2 separate regions of the Mus musculus genome follow, and region 1 is linked to region 2. The links are chromatin contacts, called in public promoter capture Hi-C maps. All regions are on one chromosome and are shown on one strand. The core of a region is the stretch at or near the end of the contact, and the rest is flanking DNA. Distances in the headings are between cores, read along the strand shown. Region 1 holds the start of Ndfip2 (Nedd4 family interacting protein 2). Region 2 holds the start of Fbxl3 (F-box and leucine-rich repeat protein 3).

The links. Capture Hi-C pulls out chosen DNA fragments and counts their contacts.
Region 1: a contact with region 2 is called in a promoter capture Hi-C map of liver, with 2.7 times the contacts expected there. The contact joins the promoter of Ndfip2 here to the promoter of Fbxl3 in region 2. A contact is called at or near these places in 3 of 39 promoter capture datasets (liver and pre-B cells), 2 of 115 datasets of contacts at active chromatin or transcription factors (astrocytes and pro-B cells) and 2 of 9 other capture datasets (adipose tissue and liver).

What each region holds. Positions count from the first base shown.
Region 1 is chr14:105,255,700-105,263,349 of GRCm38.p6, forward strand. It overlaps Ndfip2 (Nedd4 family interacting protein 2), which reads left to right and starts at 2,924. Exons shown (of 8, transcript NM_029561.5): 1 at 2,924-3,303. The coding sequence starts at 2,974.
Region 2 is chr14:103,097,440-103,104,408 of GRCm38.p6, forward strand. Fbxl3 (F-box and leucine-rich repeat protein 3) reads right to left here and starts at 2,093. Exons shown (of 5, transcript NM_015822.3): 1 at 1,723-2,093.

The sequences.
Region 1 (7,650 bases), core at 1,674-4,173, 2.2 Mb after region 2:
TGAAAGTGGTTAGCTGTAACAGATTACGCTGTTACTGTCCAGCCGCCTAGCTCAGCGAATGGCTGGACGATGTTCAGAAGAGTGAATCACTGCAGGTCTAATGCTTCAAAGCCCACAGCTGGCTGGTGCTGGTTGCCCACATTCCTTACAGATGAGCAACTGCACATTCCTGAAAGAGAATCTGGGGCAGATGTTCTGCCCAGTTTGGCAGTGTGGCACCTGTAAACATTTGGGTGGCTGAGTTTGGAGATGGAATTTGATTGGGTTAGTGAGAAGTGTTAGTCAACTGCAGTGAAATTCTACAGTTTGACTTGAGGTGGCTTAGGACATCAAGTTCTATTTTTTTTAGGTAAGTAGAGTTGACACTAAAAGCTCAATGTTGAAAACATTACCAGATACTGTTTAAGACCTCTAGAGAGTATTGTCATTTCCTGACTCCGTTCTCTCAAGAGGATTTCTTTTTTCATCCACAAGGGATGGCTTCCAGTGCTCATGCTTTGTTAAGGTCATAGGTGAGTGAACAGGATGCCTCTTCTGCAATGGGAGCGCATCGTGATTCCATATGGACGAAGAAGGGTGGGACTGGCTACTTATGATGAATCATTCCTTTATCTCTTCTTCACAGTGCCACAGTGCAGATGACCAGGACAGGGAAAGGAGACAGGGACTTGCCCTTTTATAGGGTGCACTATTGATCATGGTGACCAACATTGGGGGCCCTTGTATCTATCAGCACTTACCAGTGACTTTAGCATTGGTAAAGTTGCTGCTCTCTCTGCCCCTTAGCTTCTCTCTCTGTTAAGACTAATCATGCCTATTTACACCACAGAGTGGTGTGGAGGCTAAACTAACACTAGATTCAGATCTCACTGTCTCATTGTTCTTCCAAACTTCCTCACTGAAAATCTATTGTGTCATTGAATCATGCCATCTGCTCTGTGAGAGTAGAAACAGTCAGAGAACCTGGGTGTGGGTAGAATGGAAGAGCTGATATAACCCAGGGTTCGGGGTGTCTGTTTTGAGTCAGGTCTCTGATTTTTAATGGCCTCTTTTTCTTAGAAGTAATAAAATTTAGAGACAAGTGAACCTACACAGCTAATGAAAATAAAAGGGCACAGGAATTCAATTCTAAATTACCTTTATAATAACAAGTTATATTGGGATCTAATTTTTCTTTGCTAACACTGGGTGTTGTTTAGCTCATGAAAGGCAATTCTATTCAGGATGATACTGTAAGGAGTTGGCACTTGTGCTAATAATATCGATTAAATTAGGATCTAAAATATACTACATTGGAACACATGAAGAAAATTAGGTATGACAACACCAATTGCTTTTTATTATTTCTGGTCTGGCAATGCTAATATTAGATATTTTAAGATGATCCTAATAGAGATCTGATAAATCATCTGAAAAATAAAAATATCAGAAAGACTTAACTTTTCTAGCTACAACTATACAAAGTTTATTGAACTTTGTTGGATCTGGCCAGTTGTACCAGTCTCATCTGGCTTCCTTTCTTTCGGCAATCTCATCTGCACATGTATGAAGCAAAGTGAGAGATGGTCTCCAGGTTTCCCTCCCCGGATCCCCAGGAGATCTCCATAGTAAGAACAGTTATGGGGAAAGGGCTTGATTATCTTAAAAAGAACAGTTGGGCCAGATCGAGTAGGGCCACAGATCTCAGGGTACAAGAAGCAGATGTTTGGGTTAAAAGGTACCTTTTGCTGGTCTGCCATAGTCTTCTAATTGTTAGAGAAACATGCTCTGTGCCGAGAGAGAGAGAGAGAGAGAGAGAGAGAGAGAGAGAGAGAGAGAGAGAGAGAGAAAAGAAGAAGAAGAAGGAGGAGGAGGAGGAGGAGGAGGAAGAAGAAGACAAAGACGAAGATGAAGAAGAAAAGGAGAAGAAGAAGAAAAGGAAAAGAAGAAAAGAAAAAGAAAAGAAAGAAAAAGGAGAAGAAAAAGGAGAAAAAGAGAAAGAAAAAGAAGGAAGAAGAAAGAAAAAGAAGAAGGAAGAAGAAAGAAGGAGAAAGAAGGAGGGAGGAGAGGAGAGGAGAGGAGAGAGAGGTGTCACAGGGTATTATGATGCGCCACAAAAACTGATTCTTTACCATTATCTTAGGAATATCTGAGTATTATTAGCACACACACAAAAATCCTACCTCACTTCATTATTTTCTTCTGTCCTTCCCATTTCCTATTTCTAAAGGCCTCTTTCTCTGTATGTCATCAGAATATGTTTGAAGAATTTGTAAATCTCTTAGAAACAAGGGGGCAAAAGAAAGAGGAGGGTAAAGCCCTATTCAGGATTTTCAGAGTAATGAAACTGTTCAGTATGATATATAATAGTTAGGGTATATTTGTCAGAACTCCTACAACGTACAATGTTCAAAATGAACTCCAATGCAATCTATTATGGATTCTAAGTGATTGACAATGGTACGCTGTCAAATGGGTTTAACATTTGTCACAAATGAGCTGTTCTACTGAGGAAGGCTACGCGTGCTCAGAAGCAAGACTGTCTTTTTTTTTTCCTTCCTCGAAATTTTACTGTGACTTTAAAGCTGATTTTATATATGTATATGTGGTCTTTGTATATGTATATGTCCCTGGTATTTGGTAATTCATTACCTCATTAATGATTTCGAATGAGCGCCTTTTTAGGCCTGTCCTGAGATGGATCTCTTTGAGATGCTCTAGGCTGGGGACTAATAAAAGGGCGACCTGTCCTCAGGTGCTCTAGGAATGCAGCGCCTCCACCCTCCGCAGTGACGATGCATCCTCTCGCCCCACAGTGAAACCTGCCCTCACAGGAAAATCCAATCAAGTGGGACGATTTTTTTTTTTTTTTTCTTTTCCGCTTCGGTTGCCACCGCCCACTGTCGACTAGATGACAACCTAGAGGGCTCCCGGGGACTTGCCTGACTCTTCCATCTCCTCCCACCTAGGGACACCTCCGGAGCCGGGCGGCGGATGGGACGCCGGCGGAGCCAGAGAGCATGCGCGTCCGCGCCGAGCATGCTCAGTAGCGCGCGCGGCTCCCCGGAGCTCCGGCGCCGATCGGCGAGCGACGCGGAGCTCTCCGCTGGAGCCGAGGGAGCGACAGGAAGTGAAGCGGCCCCGCCAGGCGACCTCGGCGGCAGAACCCGAGGCGGCGGAAGAGGCTCTGCGGCGGCGGCGGCGACGACGTCGACCCGGGAGGCCGAGGGAGCTGAGCGCCGAGGGGACACGCCCGCTCGGAAGCCGGACCCCGAGGCGGGCAGGATGGATCACCACCAGCTGGGGACTGGTCGCTACCAGGTGGTGAGTGCGCGGGCCCCGGGGAGGACGCTGGCCTCGGGGCGTCCCGGCGGGCCCCTTCCCGCCCAGCCCACCTCTCCGCCAGCCCCCGGCCGCAGTCGACGGCCAGCGCCCCGCCGAGCCCCCTCCCCGGCGACGCTCCCCGACTCACCCCGGCTGGCTTTCTTTCCCCTCCTTCTTCCCTGACTCACACACCCGTGAGCAGTGAGTGGTGTCCCCCTGCGGCGGGGCAGGGTGCAGGTACCTGTCAGGGAGTCGACCCGACCGGTGGCCTGAATTGTGTGAGGTTATAGAGTGGGGTGCAGCAGGGCTACAACCGGCGTGAGGGGTAGAGAAGAGCTGTGATGGGGAAGGTGCCTCTCTTCTAGTTAACCTTGTCATTTTGCCCTTTTCCATTGTGTTAGTATTACAGTGATCGTTTTTTTTTTCTTTTTTTTTTAAATCTGTTCCTGCTTTGCCTGTGTTCGTGTGTGCAGCGCTTTATTAGAAAAAAAAATCAAACCTTGTTTGAAATGAAATAGTTTTCATTTAATACAGAGTTTTAAAATCACTCAAGTATGTAAACCACCAGCTATGCTTAATGAGTGAAATGCGCCCTGTATTTTCTTTGTCAGAATCTCTGTATTTTACACCCTGTGTGTTTTAGTGATGTCATTGGAGATAAATATTGTGAATAGCATTGTCAGCAATATTTACTTTATTGCGTTTTCACTTATAAACTTTTAGATAATTTAGTGGAACATAGTTACGGGGGGAGAGAAGAAAAGCATTTGTGCATATTGTTGCTATTGCGTGTCGGGTTTATAAGATTGCACAGTTAGTCCTATATGTCATCTTTTCTGTCTGTCTGCATGTGTGTTGTGCCTTTTGACAAATCTGAAGGATTGTGGTAGAGACTTAAATTTTCATTTTTTCTTTGGTAAGAATTCTCTGTCATTTGTGTCTATTTGCTATAGCATGGCCAGGTGATTTAGATTATGAACTTTCTGAAAATTATCAACATTTTCAGAATGGCTTAGGAAATAGAAATCTTGCCAGTTTATTGAAGGTGCTTTTCAAGTTGTCAGCTTTGGGTAACTTTATATTTTTTAAAAGACATTGTTCCCTTTCTAAGTGTTTGCAAAAAAAAAAAAAGCCACGTAATTTTATCATTGATACTTGTTTTACTTCTCAAATCTTACCCACTTCTGTTTGTGTCTCTAAGTGATATAATTTGATTTGAATTCTTTCTTTGGGTTGCTTTTCCTTATTGGGCTCAACCATGGATGATACTTAAAATAGTGTTAATAGTTTTAATTTATTATATTGTCTCTTTTGCTTTTGATGGAGGTAACTAGTTGAGACTATTTTTTTCTCTCAAAATCTCTTCAGATAATGTTGGAGTTTACTTTTGTCTAAACTTTGAAAGAAGGTATAAAATACTACATTTTTTTCCCTTCAAAACTGAAGCTGTGTCCTATAAAGACTTTGAGTGGGTGGAGCCACTCTGTAAGGGCAGAGGGCAGAAATCAGTCATTCTAAATAAATTATTTCTTTTAGATAGAATATTATTTTTTATGGGGAGAAGCATTGGAGAATTTTATTATAGTCTAAATTTGTATTTTCATTCTTTTACTTTTGTGGTTACATAGTAAGTTCGTGTGTTTAGGATGATAAACTGCCCTCCTCCCTTTTTTTTTTGCGAGTAGCTTTGTCTGGGAAAACGGCATAGATACAACTGAGTTTGAGTTTTGCGTAGACTCGGTAGCTGGGGTTCAGTCTGGAAGCTTAGCTTATGTAATGGGCATGCCTGTTTTATGGCTACCTTTAGGTCAGGCCTTATTTTGAAACTCTAGAATGATTAATAAACTGGAGCAGTAAACAACTTTGTTAGCGATGATGAGGTCAGGAGATAGGGAACTGTACATAGGGGTGAGAAACACTGTGCTGTGTGGATTTACTCTTATTTAAAGAGCTAAAACTCAGCTCTGCATACTGGTGATGCCTGGTGATCAGAATGGCTTACTGTCTTTAATCCACGTATACAGTTTATCCAGGACATTTTCTTTTCTTTAGGGTATCCAAAGGGTTTATTCTTTTATTATTGCTTTAGCCAACATATTAAGTGTTGGATTTTATAAGTCCTTTTTGTACTTTCGTGTCCTACATATGCATACGTATGTATATATAAATTTAAATCTACATTTCCTCTTAGGATAGAAAACATGCCTTTTTCTCTCTGAATCTGGCTTATTTCACTTAACATATTGTGTCCCTTCCCACCCCAGTTCCATCTGTTTTCCTGTTTCCTAAGAATGTTCATTCTTTTCAGCTGAATAAAACATCCTCATGTATCTATACATTTTCTTTGTCCATTTATCTGTGGCTGGGCCTCCAGGCTGTGTCCACATCTGGATGACTATTATTTTTAGCCAGACTGGCCTGTGCACATTCTGGATAAGCATTCAACCATCGAGTAGCCAAGGAGCTCATGATCCTCCTGCCTCAGCTTCCCACTAGGCTAACAGCCACACATCACCATCCCTGGCTATAATAATGTCCCCCCACCCCATTCCCTATTCATTGCTAGAAATCCACAACAATAGACAACATGTACAGCTACAATGTCTTGCTAATTTTCTAATTTCAGAAAAAAAAAAAGATGAGGCATGGTGTTTACTTTCAGTGTGTTTTGGGAGATTGAGTTGTGCTTGATAGGAAAAGAGCGATGCGCCACACTGCCTAGCTAACTTGCTCTGCATCTGCCACTGCAGCTTGCATTCTGCTTTGCTGGTATCTACTTTGAAGGCTCATGGACCCACAACAAGGTGACTACTAAGGTTTAAAAGGTATTTTTTCAATAACTAAATCGGCAGTGTTATACAATTAGCAGTAGTTTCCTAAACTATATACTAGAATGCCAATAATAGGACTTCTTGGACTACATCTAACCTCCTCACATAGTGAGAAATTCTTTAGTAGAGAGTAGCTTAGATTAGTTTACTGTGGTTATTTCTGATATTTGACTGCATAATGTTTTTGCTTCTTTTATATTTTAAGATAATAGTAACAATTCTACAATGTAAGCTTTCTATGAAACAAAATTTGAAGTACGTGTGCTATAGAGAGTTCTGAGTACTTCTGTATCGGGAGAATTTCAGCTGCACCTGATAAATCGGCTAAGAAAGGAGGTTTGAACTGCTAAAATCAAGGTAGTGAGCGGAGATGTAGCCCAGGTGCTTGGCCTAACCTGTTTGCACTTAAGGCTCTGGTTCCCTCTCCAGCACCACAGACAACAAAACAAAAGAGGCATTAAAGTCATCTAGACTTTCATTTAGGTTCTCTGTATAGCTCTGGCTGTCCTGGGCTGTCCTGGAACTCATTTTGTAGACGAAAACCTAATTCTTTTCTTTCTTTCTTTTTTCTTTTTTTTTAATATGTGTGTGTGTCACACATGTGCTGCTGCCTAGGGAAGTGAGAAAAACTCCTGGAGCTTTAGTTTCAGATGGTTGTGAGTCATCTGATGGTGTGAGTGCTGGGAACTGAACTCTGGTCATATGAAGAGCATCACATACTCTTAGCCACTGAGCCATCCTGTTTGCCTTTTGTTTGCTAGTTTTCAAACATTAGATGAGTCACTTCATATCTTAAAGCATCATTTCCTCATATTAGTACAACATCATAGTTATTATTTATTATGAGAATTAAAATACCATAATATAGGTAAAACAGAGCAGTGTTTCTTAACCTGTGGGTTTCGACTCCTTTTGGGGTCAAATGACCATTTCACCGAGGGTCACAGAGTCAGATATCTTTCATATTTACAGTATGACTGATAACAGTAGCAAGAGTGCAGTTTTGAAGTAGCCACAAGAACAATTTTATGTTTGGGGGTCACCAAAACATGAAGATCTGTATTAAAAGTTTGTAGCTGTAGGAAGGTTGAGAACCACTGATGTAGAGACTGTCACATGGAAATAACTACTATTTTCGTAAGCTAATGAATTAGTCTGTAAACGTTTCATGGTGGTTGGCAGAAAACAGAAGACTCCTAAGTCAGAACAAATGGCCTTACTCATGGTACAGCAAGCAACACGAACACCGCATATTTGAGTCCTTTTCCTTGTTCCAAAGTCCTGTGGGGTTAATGAGTGTTTGGAGAGACACAGCAATGAGTTTGCCACACCTCTGAATCAGCCAGAGTCCAGAACCTAGCTCTTTATATTTATCTATCTACTTTGTAGGAAGCAGCTAACACTGTAGCAAACAATGATGGTTTGTTTGCCTTTGAAGGCAGCTTCTGCGCTTGTCTTAGTTCTTTCTTCTCTCTATTGTCTGTGTAACTTATTAAAAGGAAGGTAACTGACATCA
Region 2 (6,969 bases), core at 843-3,342:
CAAGTGTACAGATTCAAAACCAAAACGAGGACAGCAGCCTTTCTGACAACACTCTAAGGACACTCTGCTGACCCTAAGTTTATACAATTTTTATGTGAGACAGGCTCTCTATGTGAGCCTGGCCAGCCTGGGAATCAGAGATCCACTGCTTCTGCCTTCCAACACAGTCCCATCTAAATAAAGGGTATTTCAATCCCCCTTTAAGTTGGGAAGGCAATGTAAAGTCACCAACGCTAAGGAAGATCAAGTACACGGTTACACTTGATCTAAATATAAACTGAACACATGGATCATCAAAGTATATATTAGTACTTATTACTTTATGAATAGCTAAGAAAGTCTATGGACTATCATAAGCATTATGAAATTAATGTCACTCTTAATGGAAAACTAATGGACCAAAGGTTAAAATGTGCTATGTACTATTAGGTGTAAAATTAACTAGTGAATAAATAGCTAATAACATTTTAAATATTGCTTTTCCTTGTTGGCCTTTTTAATTCGAAATTTCCAATGCTTTTATTTTAACTATCTGCACATGAAGCTCTGCTGCATAAAGAACAATTCGGTGCATTCACTAGTACACAACTAGTTTAGAGTAATGGGTTTTATACTGCTTCTAGTGGAAGTCAAAGTGCCCTTTATAGCTGAACAGGAAGAGTGTGGTGTATAAAACAGGACACTAAATATCAATGCGATTTCCTAAGCACAGAAAACTGGGCTCCAGCAGTTTTGATTTATTGCAGTGTTTCAAGAACCCAGAGAAAGTATGGTGGCAACAACTTTAGCTAGTGTTTACATCAAGTGTCCAAGATGCAACTAATGAGGGACACCCAGTAACTTGAGCATCACCAAGAATTAGTGAGCTAATCAAACATTTCCTTAAACTGAAACCAAGAGCCAAACTTCCCTTACTGTCTTTAAACATTTACATATTCTGGACATGCAAAAAATATTTTTTAAAAAATTTGTACTTTAGGTTTAAAAGTCCCGTTCTGGCATTACATTTGCATATGCCCTTTTGTTTTGTTTTTCATAGAAGGAAACCTAACACACATTCTTTGGCTGAAATACAAGAATGGAACAATACGAAAAAGATTAACTCTCAGAATGGTGAGAGCACAGTGGATATAGATGAACTGGGACTGGACACACAGACAAGACACAACCGGGAGCCGGCACACAGGTAACACGGGGCGGGTTACAGACATTTTAACATCTACAGGGACATTTTTTTTTTAAATTCGCCTTTTGGTGTAAGCAAAAGATACAAACATCTGGGCAAGTGGGATAGGCACCATTACCAACAAAACCGCCGCCCGCTCTCACCTCGCACGCGGCTCGGCGATGCCCTGCCCGGGCGGCTTCCGGGTGGTGGTCTGCAGCACGCGACCCGGGCGGCTGCCCCTAAGTTCACCAAGTTTTCCACCGTGCGCCTCCCCGGCCCGGCTTCCGCACACACTGACCGCCCAGGCCCCCGGGCTTTCCAGCCGCCTGCACCCGCGCCGCCCAGGGCGAGCCCGGAGGAGCCCGTCCTCCTCGCTGCCCCGCCACGCGCGGCCACCGAGCGCGCGCCGCGCCGGCCACGCCTTGTTGACAGACACCGAGGCCCGGGCGCGGCGGGGCGGGGCGTTGTTCCCGTCGCGCCCCGCGCGCGCCCCCGGCCGCCGCCGCCGACCTCCCCGCCCGACTCCGGGCTGCGGCCCCGAACCTCCGCCGTACCTGCTGCCGGGGGCGGCTTCCCCCACACAGCACCCCGGGCCGCGCGGACGACGGCGGCAGCGGCGGCGGCGGCTCCCGCGCCTCTCACATGAGGCCTCCCGGGGCCCCGTCTCCGAGCTCCCGCCGTCGCGGCCCCCCGCGCTCCGCCCGCATCCGAGACGCTGGTCCCGCGGCGGGCGCCGACGCGGCTCCACCTTTGCGGCTCCGGCTGCCCCGGTGTGTGGGGAGGAGAGCGTCGCGTCCCTTCTCTGTCCCGCGCGGTCTGTGTCCTTCGCCCCGGCACCTCCTCGTCGCCCGCCCGAGACGCCCTAGGCGAGCAGCGATCGACAGCAGCGAGCCCGAAGCTTCGGCCCAGTTAGGGAATCCAAAATGGCGCCCGCAGTTCGCGGCCGCGCGCTTGCCCCTGCGCGTCCCCGCCCGAGGGGGCGGGCGCGCGGCCGAAGGGGCTGGCCGGGCGCGCGCACCGAGGCGGCTCCAGCCTCCCGGGCTGTCCCTGGCCAAGTTTGTTTAGGGGCGGAATGTGGGCGGGTTGGTGTTCGCCAGACGTGGCTGGCCTTTCCCAGGGTTAAAACCGGAAAGTTTAGGGCGGGGGAGCCGACGCCAAAGGCGGAGGGAGTGTCTGCAGGGCGGGACGCACCCCTACCGGACGTAAACATCACCTGACAGCGACCCACCTCCGCGAGGAGGGCGCGGCCAAGGGAGCCTCTGAGGTTGCTGTCTGTACCTAGAAAAAGAATAAATAAATCAACGTGGTGGACGTTGCGATCACTACGGGTTTCTTAAGACAATATTTGCATTTCCATTTTTCCAAGGCTTTTTTTTAATGAGTCATAACTTTTTCAAAATCACATTTACTTATGAAACAGAACCCCCAAGTCTGAGATTTCTTTTCAGAAACACGTAAAGTGTGAAGAAGCAGATGGCTAATTAAAAAAAGACAACCCCCACTCCTCGCTCCCGGGTGGTGGAGCGTTTTGTAAGTCAAGGAGTCTTTTAAATGCTATCAAATATTTGACTTTTTTTTTTTTAAGTTTGGACTTGGAGATACTGAGTTTTTCCTAAAATAAGAAAAGTCCCCAGAAAATCTTAAGGTTAGCTGTATACCATGCCTTCTGCTTTTTCTGTGTTATTTCTCCAAAGTAAAGATCTCTTCTCTCTCTTTCGTTTCCTACCCTCCTCAGTTTTCTTTATACTGATTTTCATTTTGTAGATCAGGCTGGCTTGGAACTCTGAGATCCACCAACCTCAGCCTGCTCAATGCTGAGATTGAAGAAATGTGCCACCACACGGAACAAAAACATGCTGAACTTTAAAATGCTTTTATGTACTTGTTTTTAATTTACTATTAATTTTATAAGCTTTTCGTTTTGTTGTAGGTGTGAGTGTGCGCGTGTGCGCGCGGCGCGCGCATTTGAGTGCAGTGCCCGTGGTGTCTGGAGTGGATGTTGGATTCCTTGGAGCTGGAGTTATTTACAGGCAGATGTGAGCCACTCATCCTGAGCGCTGGGAACTGAACTCAGATCAGCTGGAAGAACAGCAAGCACTCTTAACTGCTAAGCTGTCTCTCTAGCCCAGAGTAAATTATTATATTTTTTAAAAGATGAAGTCATGAGAACAGGTTCTGTCACACACTTAAGACCGTCACCATATAATGTACATTTAAACAAACTAGAAGAAAGGAGTTTTAATCTTTTTAACCAGAAAAAAATATGTCTGAGGAGTTAGAATGACTAACCCGATTTAAACATTAGACGTTGTGTATATGAACTGAAGGGGCTGGAGCACTGCTCTGCAGTTAAGAGCGCTTGGTGATTTTGTAGAGAATTCCAGCTCCCACGTGGTTCACAGCCATTCATAACTCCAGTCCCCGGAGATCTGATTGGTCCTTGAAAGTGGAGCACAGACATACGTGCAGGCAAACACTGATACACACAAAATATTAAACATTTAAACTGAATACACTAATCAGAATATCACACATTATACCTTAGGAGGTGTAATCTTCTGTATTAATGATTTTAAAATGTCAAATAAATGAGAACAACTACTGAGAATAAGAGTCGAGGTGAGCACTGTTCATTAGGAATCTATGCAAGGTACTCGTGCAATTTAGGTTTGTAGCTCCACATTAAAAGTTAAAGGTCAGTTGGTGACAAGGCTCAGCTGGCAAAGCTACTTGCTGTTCAATCTCTTGACCTGAGTTTTATCTCTGGAAACCAAGGTGAATGTGGAGAACTGACTCCCTCTGACCTCATCTGGAGAGCACAAGGGACACACACACAAAGTTAAAGGGTGGCTGGAGAGTTGGCTCATTGGTCAGGAGGACACACCAGTTTTCACCCCCCCTCAATGGGCCACTCACAACTGCCTGTCATTCCAGCTCCAGGGGATTGGAGCGCATCTGCTCTCTCTCACATGCACAGACCCACATAAAGGGGACAACATCCATTTTATTTACGTAATCCAATACATCCAAAGTAGTATTTCTACATGTAAGCAATACAAAAAAAAAAAAATCAATCACTGGGCTATTTTCTGTTTTTCTCTGTGAGACTCAGTTGGTAAAGGGTTACTAACTAGTTCACAGGCTTAGGGAAGCCCAAAACATGTCAAGGATGTGAATGAAGCCCATTGTAAAATAACCAGAGGCTTAGTGGCTTAAAATAGTAAAAAAGGGAAAAAAGTATTTGTGCAATTCTGGACATAAAATATCCAAAACGGGCTAAAATCAAGGTGTCAGCTGGCCACGGCCTTTGGGATGTGAAGAGGGGAACCTGTTCAGCTGCTTTTCCAGGGCGTCTAGGTTCTTCATGCTTGACTTGTTCTTACATGTTTAAGGCCAACAGTGGATCATCACTGAGTCCTGTGTGTGCCTTCTCCCTCCCTCTATCCCACCCTTCTTCTCTCCCTCCCACCCTTCCTTTCTTCTTACCCTCACCCCCCCCCCCACACACACACACACTTGTATTCCCTATCAGAACCTGGTTGCTTCTTCTTTCCCCAACTGGGACCCTTCTGTTGACGTTGACCACACTAGTTAACCCACCCTAACCTCATTTCAAAGTCCATATCCTCCCATTTGCAAGCAATACATTACAAAGATGAAGAGCCGCAAAGTTGGGAAGGGCATCCTTGTGCGCCCTCCTAGCCTTAGCACAAAGGTTAGCTACCGTAAGCCATCAGTAAATGATTTAACTCCTTAAACTACACCTGCAATTTTCATGTTTGTGTTCTGTGTATGCCTTGTTTCCCAGAACTTAGCACGGTTCCACGCACCCATTAACTCACAGGATCCATTCAAGCGCCTGAGAGGAAGTCAGGGTTACTAAGCAACTGAGGACACAGCCTTGCCCTCATCAGAGCTTGTTGTCAAGTGCTGACCTGGATGGAGCAGGTGCTCAAATATTTATTAAAGAAGTCAACAAAGCCAGACAGTTTACATACACTTCTGAGGAATACTAATGCCTTCATTCTTAAACTCTCTCCAGCACAACCTCTCTCACTTCTGCTTTTAAAAACTTCCCAGTTTCTTCAGGACCCTACCTGAATTCGCTTATTTAGAGAAAATGTAGGGCATGTTGTTACAGAACCTGTAACTGAGAAACTGGTCCTAGAAGTGACTCTCTGAATCCATGGTTACTGATTGGACGGACACTGATATTCAAACTTGGCTTTTATTTCAGGTTTTATGTATATTTATTACTGGCTTTCTGACTCAGGGTCAACCCTTGGACTACATGTGTGCCTTGAACTGTGTACTCGTGGAAGCCAAAGGGCAACTTGCAGGAATTGTTTCTCGTCTTGTTCTATGCCTGTCCTTACGTAGAGCAGGCTGTCAGGCTTGACAGCAAGTGTTTTTACTCGCTGAGCTATCTCCATGGCTCTGTTTCTCTTTGTATGATGTGCGTGCGTTTTCGTGTGTGATCACAGTGTGTGTATACCTTGGAGCACTTGTGGAAGCTGGCTGGGGAAGGCCAGCACTTGTTTGACAGCATCTTGCCATCTGACTATGTTGCTTGAGGCAGGGTCCCTTATGGTTCCCGGTTGTGTATACCAGGCAAGATATGCTTCCCAGCATTCTCTTGCCTCTGCCTCCCAGATCATCCTAGGAACACCGGGACTGCAGGTCTATGTTAACATGTCTGGCTTTTATGGAGTCTCTGGGAATCTGAAGTCAGGTACCCACACTTGCTCAAGCAGGTACGAGTCCCACTGAGTCATCACTCCTGGCCCTTGACTTTTATCCCATAATTCCTCTTCATTGAGACTTCTTCTAGAAGTGAAATAATAATAATAATAATAATAATATTATTATTATTATTATTATTATTATTATTATAGTTGGTTTTCTAAGGTAACTTCGATCACAACATACTTGTCTGGCTAGAAATGACTAGGTCTGGACTCTCGCCAGGTTTCCCTGGACGAGAAGCCTGGTGGCTTTCTCTCAGTCAGAAGCCGTACACATCACCTGTGTTTCCACCCAGAGGCTGTCCTGGACCTAGATTCCACCCTAGAAGGAGCTGAGCCACAGCCCTCCCACTGAACTGACAACTCCTGGGGAAAAAATAGCCCTGTCCTCTTGCAACTTGGTCCATATTACAAGTGTCCAGTTACTATCCTATCCATGATACTACAGCAGTAGCATCACATAGCAGAACCAGCTTGGGCTTTAGGGCTAGGAAACTCTAGAGTTTTGTATTTGGGATTATTTTCCCTAGCAAAATATTGTAGAAATCGAATGCGGTCCTTTCTTTAAACAGCAGAATGAGATGACTAACTTGTCTGCAGTTGGTAAATAAAATACCTAATTTTGAGAATATTAAGTGAAAGTTCTCCTCACCTGTGCACTCATTTTCCAGATATTTTACTGTGGAATTAAATCACTTTTATAAATATTTGGTTTGGGTTTGGTATTTTTATGAAAAAAAGAAAGATTAAAAATTAATTAAAGTAAGTGGCTGACTCAAGGTCACAGCAAACAGGACACAGAAGTGCTTAGAGAAGTCAGGACTTATCTCAAGTGTCCGTCGAGCCATGCCATCTCGCATGGATGGTCTTAGGCGATTGGCTATAATGTCCTGCTCTTTACAGTCATCGAGTGGAGCATGTGGCTTCAACCAGGTAAAACAGGAGAACAAATTGGGTGGAAAGAGAGGCAGAGGATGAAGAAGATCTGAGAAAACAAGCAAATTAGTAAACACCAGGTTGAAAACGAACAGAGTACTGCTAATGTTTCATCAAATA